Regions from separate parts of the Mus musculus genome. Here region 1 is linked to region 2. The links are chromatin contacts, called in public HiChIP or PLAC-seq maps. All regions are on one chromosome and are shown on one strand. The core of a region is the stretch at or near the end of the contact, and the rest is flanking DNA. Distances in the headings are between cores, read along the strand shown. Region 1 overlaps Ttf1 (transcription termination factor, RNA polymerase I). Region 2 holds the start of Ak8 (adenylate kinase 8).

Region 1 (2,700 bases), core at 30-2,529, 380 kb after region 2:
ACCCTGAGGGTCGCCTGTCAATTGTCCGGGAAAAACTCTACAAGGGCATATCTTGGGTGGAGGTGGAAGCTAGAGTGGAGACCCGGAACTGGATGCAGTGCAAAAGTAAGTGGTAAGTGTGAGGCTTCCTGTGTACGCCCAGTAGGGCTCTCATTTGTATGGCCTGGGCAAGAAGTGCAGTATCAGGAACACTCCAGCACCCCCTGCACCTCCTTCTCCTAATGTGCCTTGATTGACAGTGTGCGGTGTGCAGTAGCTTCTGTGCTCGGGTTTATTTCTTCCTCCTTTGGAACTTAAAGACTGGCTTGGTGGTGCACACCTGTGAATCCAGTATGCAAGAGGTTGAGGCAAGAGGATCGCAAGCTCAGGACCAGCCTGAGTAGTAGACTAGCTGGACGTGTGACTCTTGACTACATCTTTCTACAGCTTGAGGTTGGCAGGTAGAATTTTTTTTTTTAAATTAAAACAGCTTCTCCATACCTTATAGTGTGCTGAATAGCAACCCAGAAGTTAGAGTCTGCAAGACTGAAGCAAATGACAGAAATTGAGAAAGAAACCCAAGGACGTTAGTGCCTTGTGTCTGTACAGTTGTAGATCAGCAGCTGCTCTGGGCTCCACTGCAACGCAGTAGTTGTAGTCATACTCTGAGCTAGGTAGGCAGGTTCTGTTCCTCTGTCTGCATATTCCTTACCTGCTCTCACTTTCCAAAGTCCTGGAGGATTGAGCCTGCACGTCCAGCTACAGCTTGACTGAAGCAGTGGTTCCTCATGGTCTGGCCCACACTGTCCACAACACTCCATGATCTCACTGACCAAGCCAGCTCAGTCAGCCAACAGGTTTTCCAGGGAGGGATCGAGGATTAAAAAGAAAGAAATAGACAACACTATTGCATGACCCCAGCCACTTCTGAGGCTGAAGGGGCTTATTTTTTCTCAGTCTGATTTTATACCACTTTAAGTACATGCAAAATGATATCAGTTCTGGGACAAGGAACAAGCAAGGCAATAAACAAAATCCCAGAAACACTATTTCTAGGAGCTACTCGGGATGACCAAGACAAAAGGAATGCCATGCGTGCCTCAGCTGAGCCCACTCTGAGCTTTGCATTAACTCAAATGTAAATATTCTTAATCTGAGCCTATTTCCTGAGTCCCAGCCCAAAGTCCGATTCCCACCGAGTTTTTTTTTTTTTTTTTTTTTTGTCCTGGCCCAATGTCAAATTCCCGCCAAGTTTCTAGAAGTGGCCCCAGAAGCTCTCCACACCTTCCAAATGAGGGTAAAATCCATTACAGTAAATACTTTACATTAAAAGTAGACTGTGCCGAGCCGGGTGTAGTGGCGCACGCCTTTAATCCCAGCACTTGGGAGGCAGAGGCAGGCGGATTTCTGAGTTCGAGGCCAGCCTGGTCTACAAAGTGAGTTCCAGGACAGCCAGGGCAATACAGAGAAACCCTGTCTCGGAAAAAAAAAAAAAAAAGACCATGCATCACACTGTCCACACAACTTTCAACTCTGCTTGGGATATTGGGTGCTTTGTTTGAGTTTTATTCTGGGGATCAAACACAAGCTACAAAAGCACTCCAGCACTAAGCCAAGCTCCCAGTCCAGTGTGTGTTTATCAGAAATTCCAGAGAACAGCTAGTGTTGGAAGTATGTAAAGTATGGAGGAACTGGAACCCTTTCTTCTCGTATTTTAGGGTGAAGAGGGGAGTAGACTGGGCCTCAGCTGGAGGCTGATGGGTCAGTGTTGGAAGGGGAATGATGGAGGTCTGACTGTGCTGCTGCAGAACCAGCATGAGATGGGCAGGGTGTGTTCAGTATGAAGAGAGAAAAGGGCACCTCAGCCCCCAAAATGAGCTCAGGCCCAGCCTCTAAGTAGAGCTTGGGAAGAGCAGTGTGGGTTAGCTCTCGTGTGTGTGTGTGTGTGTGTGTGTGTGTGTGTGTGTGTGTGTTATGCATGACAGTACAATCCTGCCATCCCATCACTAAGGAGGCTGAAGGCAAAGGGCCTTTTAAGGGCAGAGGGCCTTTCAAGGCCAAGACGGACCCACAGAGGAAGACATTGATTGAAAACCAGAAGGCAAGGAGGGGAGAGGGAAGGTGAGGGAAAGTGTGTCGGTAGAAGTGATCTGTCAGGCTGCTACTGAGCTGTGCTCTTTGAGAGCACTCCTGTTCTGTATTCTGACTGTCAGTGCTCAATGGGACACAGACTGGCAACCCAAACTCCAGCCCCAAGCTGCAGGCTCCAGGAGTCAGCATGTGAGTTCTCAGCAAACTTGGCATTGGTGTTCAGAAGCTAGCAATGGGAGCAAGAAAGCCACCTGTTTTGTTATTTGTTTGTTTTTAGATTTATTTATTATTTGTATGTTTGAGTGCTTTGCCTGCGTATATGTCTGTGTACCACATGCATGCTTGGTGCCCTCTAAGGGCATAAGAGGGCACTGGAGTTCCTAAAACTAAAGTTACAGTTGTTTAATTGCAGGCTTTTCCACCTGTGCCCCAGTTCTAAAATAAGAGCTCTGAGATGTAATTATATACGACTAGATGTTGAGGCCATAAGCTTGGGCTTCTTCCCCAACTAACTCATAGCTTAGTTAACCTGCTTAGTCTATTCTGTGAGTGCCACATGGCTGGTTACCTCTTCTCAGTTTTCCTAAGCATTTGGGGTAAATCTCTTCCCACCTGCCTTAGTCAGGGTTT
Region 2 (2,907 bases), core at 85-2,584:
CAGCTAACTCCTCTGGCCTGTCTTATTCTGCAGTGTCTTGTCTGTCTTCGGAGCAGAAGGTTTTCATCTGACTTGACACTGCCTGGTGCTGTGGCCCCCGGAGCCCCTGAGAGCTCCTCCAGCTTGACCCATGCAAACAGGTGAGCTACAGGAGCAGGAGTGACTCGGTCCCCAGCACTTGCTGCTCTTCCAGAGGGCCTGGGTTTAGTTCTCAGCACCTAGATCTATTGGCTCACTGCTTGCAACTCTGGCTCCAGGGTTCCAAAGTCCCTTTCCCAGCCTCTGCTCTTCCTCTGTCCCACCCTTATACACATTAATACATAAAGATAAAACTTGTGAGACAGGAACGATTGTTGTCCAAAGTGAGGTGAGATTAAGATTAGTCTAAAGATTAAGTGAGATATCACTATGTACCCACACTGTCCACTCCCTATAGGCCAGTCACTGTCGGGGACTTCAGGGTAGTTGTGGGAGGAATGCCTGAGTGTTCCCCACTGCTCAGGGTAGAAACTTAGGCTCACTGTAAATCTGTCAAATTTACAACATCTAGAGTTGGACTTGTGGCTATCATCGTAGGCTGTGTGTACCTCCCTCTGGGTTACTACACAGAGTCCTTCCTCCACGATGCCACCCTTGCCTCTTCCACAGCTACACGCAGCTTTCCTCCCCCTAGGCCAGGACACCTCCACCTCTTTCTCCCCCACTCCCATAGTGTTTTCGACCCAGCTCGTCGCCGGCGCTCCATCCCCCTTTACCCTGGTTTGACTTGGACTGGCCTTCGCCTCACAGAGTGCCCAGAAGCTTGCAGTGCCTCCGTGGGTGTGCGGCCCCGAGGGCGGGAAGGCCCCTCAGGAAATGGGCGTGGGCGGGGTCGAGGCCATAGAGGCCAGGCAGGCTTGGCCGATTGTGACCACAGGTGCTATGGCAACCCGGTCACATGACTCGGCCGGCCGCCCAAACCAGGAGACCCGCCCAGTTTCCCCCCACCCCCACCCCCATATGATCTGGGCGCATATGACTTTTCCTCCTGTAGAAACCGGTCCCACGTCTGCCCCAGCGTCTTTCATTTAAAGATGGGGAAACTGAGATCCAGGGAGCAGGGTCAGCTTCCAGCGCCCAGATCCGCACAGTTGGCTACACCAGAAGCAGGATTTATTCTGTCATCCGATCCCCCATTGCTCTGTAGCTCCACAGGCGTTCTGGGGTTTGCTTTGTGGCCCTGGGGAGGGAGAGCCGACTGCAGATCAGGACCTCGGTGGATGGAATCCGGGACCAGGACTCGCCCCAGCTGAGGCGCTCACCGATGACGCATAGCTTGGCGTCCCAGCAACGCCGTTACTAAGGAGCGGAGCGCTGTCGGAAACATGGATGCAACCACAGCCCCTCATCGCATTCCCCCGGAAATGCCTCAGTACGGGGAAGACTACTACATTTTCGAGATGATGCAGGTGATCAGGCGCCCGAGGATAGGGAATACGGCTACCGGGCCGGGCCGGCAGCATGGTCTGGGGGGAAATCCCTTTCCTCAGTTTCCCCACCTGTGAAATGGCGCAGTAGTCTCCAGGGCCTCTTCTGGCATTGTATGGGAAACCTCAGCCGGTTCCTGAGCCCTGAGTCTTACCTAAGCTGGGCCTTGGAAGCCCTAACAAGCTAGGCTCACCCACCTCACTCCAAGACCAGTTAAAGAGATAAGCAACAGAAAAAAAGAAAAAGTCAGAGAAAGGCTTATTTCCTGTGACCACAATGGAAGGAGGAACACGTTCAAGAAGTTCAGTGACCTGCTTCCCGGGGCTAGTTTTGGGGTCCACACAAGTCTAGTGTGATCCCGCACCTCACTGACCCATATCTGTCTCCGTTCCACTCCCTCCTGCAAGGTGGTCTGACAAGTTGGAGGAAAACTTCCCAGGAGACCCGCCCCTCTGGCTGGTGCCAGCCTTTTCCTTCTCCTGGCATGAGGTTCCTGGGAAATTCCAGTTCCCAGGACCAAACCGATTGTCTCAGCCGTCAGGCAAAAGACACATGTGTTTTGTCTCATGAGGGTGTCTTTGACCCTGTTAGGACAAGTAGGGGACCGTATAAGTTTTAGATGGCATCCCTATCCAGGTGGTCTCCTCTGGGGCAGCATATTTTCTACATAGCCTCTATCCTCAGAATTGGCCTTTTGAAAGCCCTCGTCCCTCATCCCTTATACTAGCTCCCAGCTTGTCCTGGTTCCCAGGCAACTGTGGCCTTCAGCCAAACCATATCCCCATCTATGTGTGCTCCAGTTTTTGACTTGTGCTCTCCAGAGGTGAAAGTGACTTTTAGGGGCTGGACCGATGAGCTGTCTAACAGTCAGTGATTCTGGGGGCCGCAGGCAAACTAGAGCTCAGTTTCTAGTACCCTATACTGCAAGCCTAGCATGCACACGCGCACACGTGCGCACACACACACACACACACACACACACAGACAGAGAGAGAGAGAGAAGGAGGGGGACACCGTGCTGGCACATGAGCCCAGGCCAAGGAGCCTGAGTCTACTGAGCAAGCTCCTTTGGAAAGTGTTAATGGAGGGGAGACCAAGGAGTGGCCAGCCACAAATAAAACAGCAAATCTGGGGGCACGAGAGGGGTGATATATGATCCTGGCCTGCTTTCTTGTTGGATTGGTGGGGCGATAACCAGAATACTTTATCTTATTATCATTTATTTTCAAATAATCTTAGACTTGGGAAGTTATAAAAATGGCGTTCACCTCTTGTCTAGCTTAGGCCGTGTAACCTTGGTCTTCTCAAAGCCGTGAAGCAGAAGTGGGTGCAGTGCTTGAGCCTCCACTGCAGGCTTCTCCTGGATCTCACCCCCTTTCACCTGCTCTTGGGTTTCTGTGGTGGTGTGTACAGCTCTGTGACGTTTTATCAGATGTCTGT

The links. HiChIP or PLAC-seq counts read pairs in DNA pulled down with a chosen protein or histone mark.
Region 1: a contact with region 2 is called in an H3K4me3 HiChIP or PLAC-seq map of embryonic stem cells, with 9 read pairs. The contact joins the enhancer-like site here to the promoter of Ak8 in region 2. A contact is called at or near these places in 8 of 39 promoter capture datasets (the 3T3-L1 cell line, the C10 cell line, cranial neural crest and 5 more), 3 of 484 Hi-C or Micro-C datasets (DN3 thymocytes, the G1E-ER4 cell line and bone marrow-derived macrophages), 12 of 115 datasets of contacts at active chromatin or transcription factors (bone marrow-derived macrophages, embryonic basal ganglia, embryonic forebrain and 8 more) and 4 of 9 other capture datasets (adipose tissue, liver, macrophages and 1 more).

Annotation. Positions count from the first base shown.
Region 1 is chr2:29,074,697-29,077,396 of GRCm38.p6, forward strand. It overlaps Ttf1 (transcription termination factor, RNA polymerase I), which reads left to right. Exons shown (of 12, transcript NM_009442.2): 7 at 1-112. Among named protein-coding and RNA genes, the nearest start is that of Ttf1, 16 kb to the left of the region's middle. Within about 2 kb of position 1,280, at least 12 of the 459 cell types and tissues checked have an H3K27ac peak or open chromatin away from gene starts, as enhancers often do. A contact at or near this core is called in embryonic stem cells, where this site is marked.
Region 2 is chr2:28,698,827-28,701,733 of GRCm38.p6, forward strand. It overlaps Ak8 (adenylate kinase 8), which reads left to right and starts at 1,335. Exons shown (of 13, transcript NM_001033874.2): 1 at 1,335-1,448. The coding sequence starts at 1,365. Spaca9 (sperm acrosome associated 9) reads right to left here and starts at 825. Exons shown (of 5, transcript NM_027283.1): 1 at 756-825.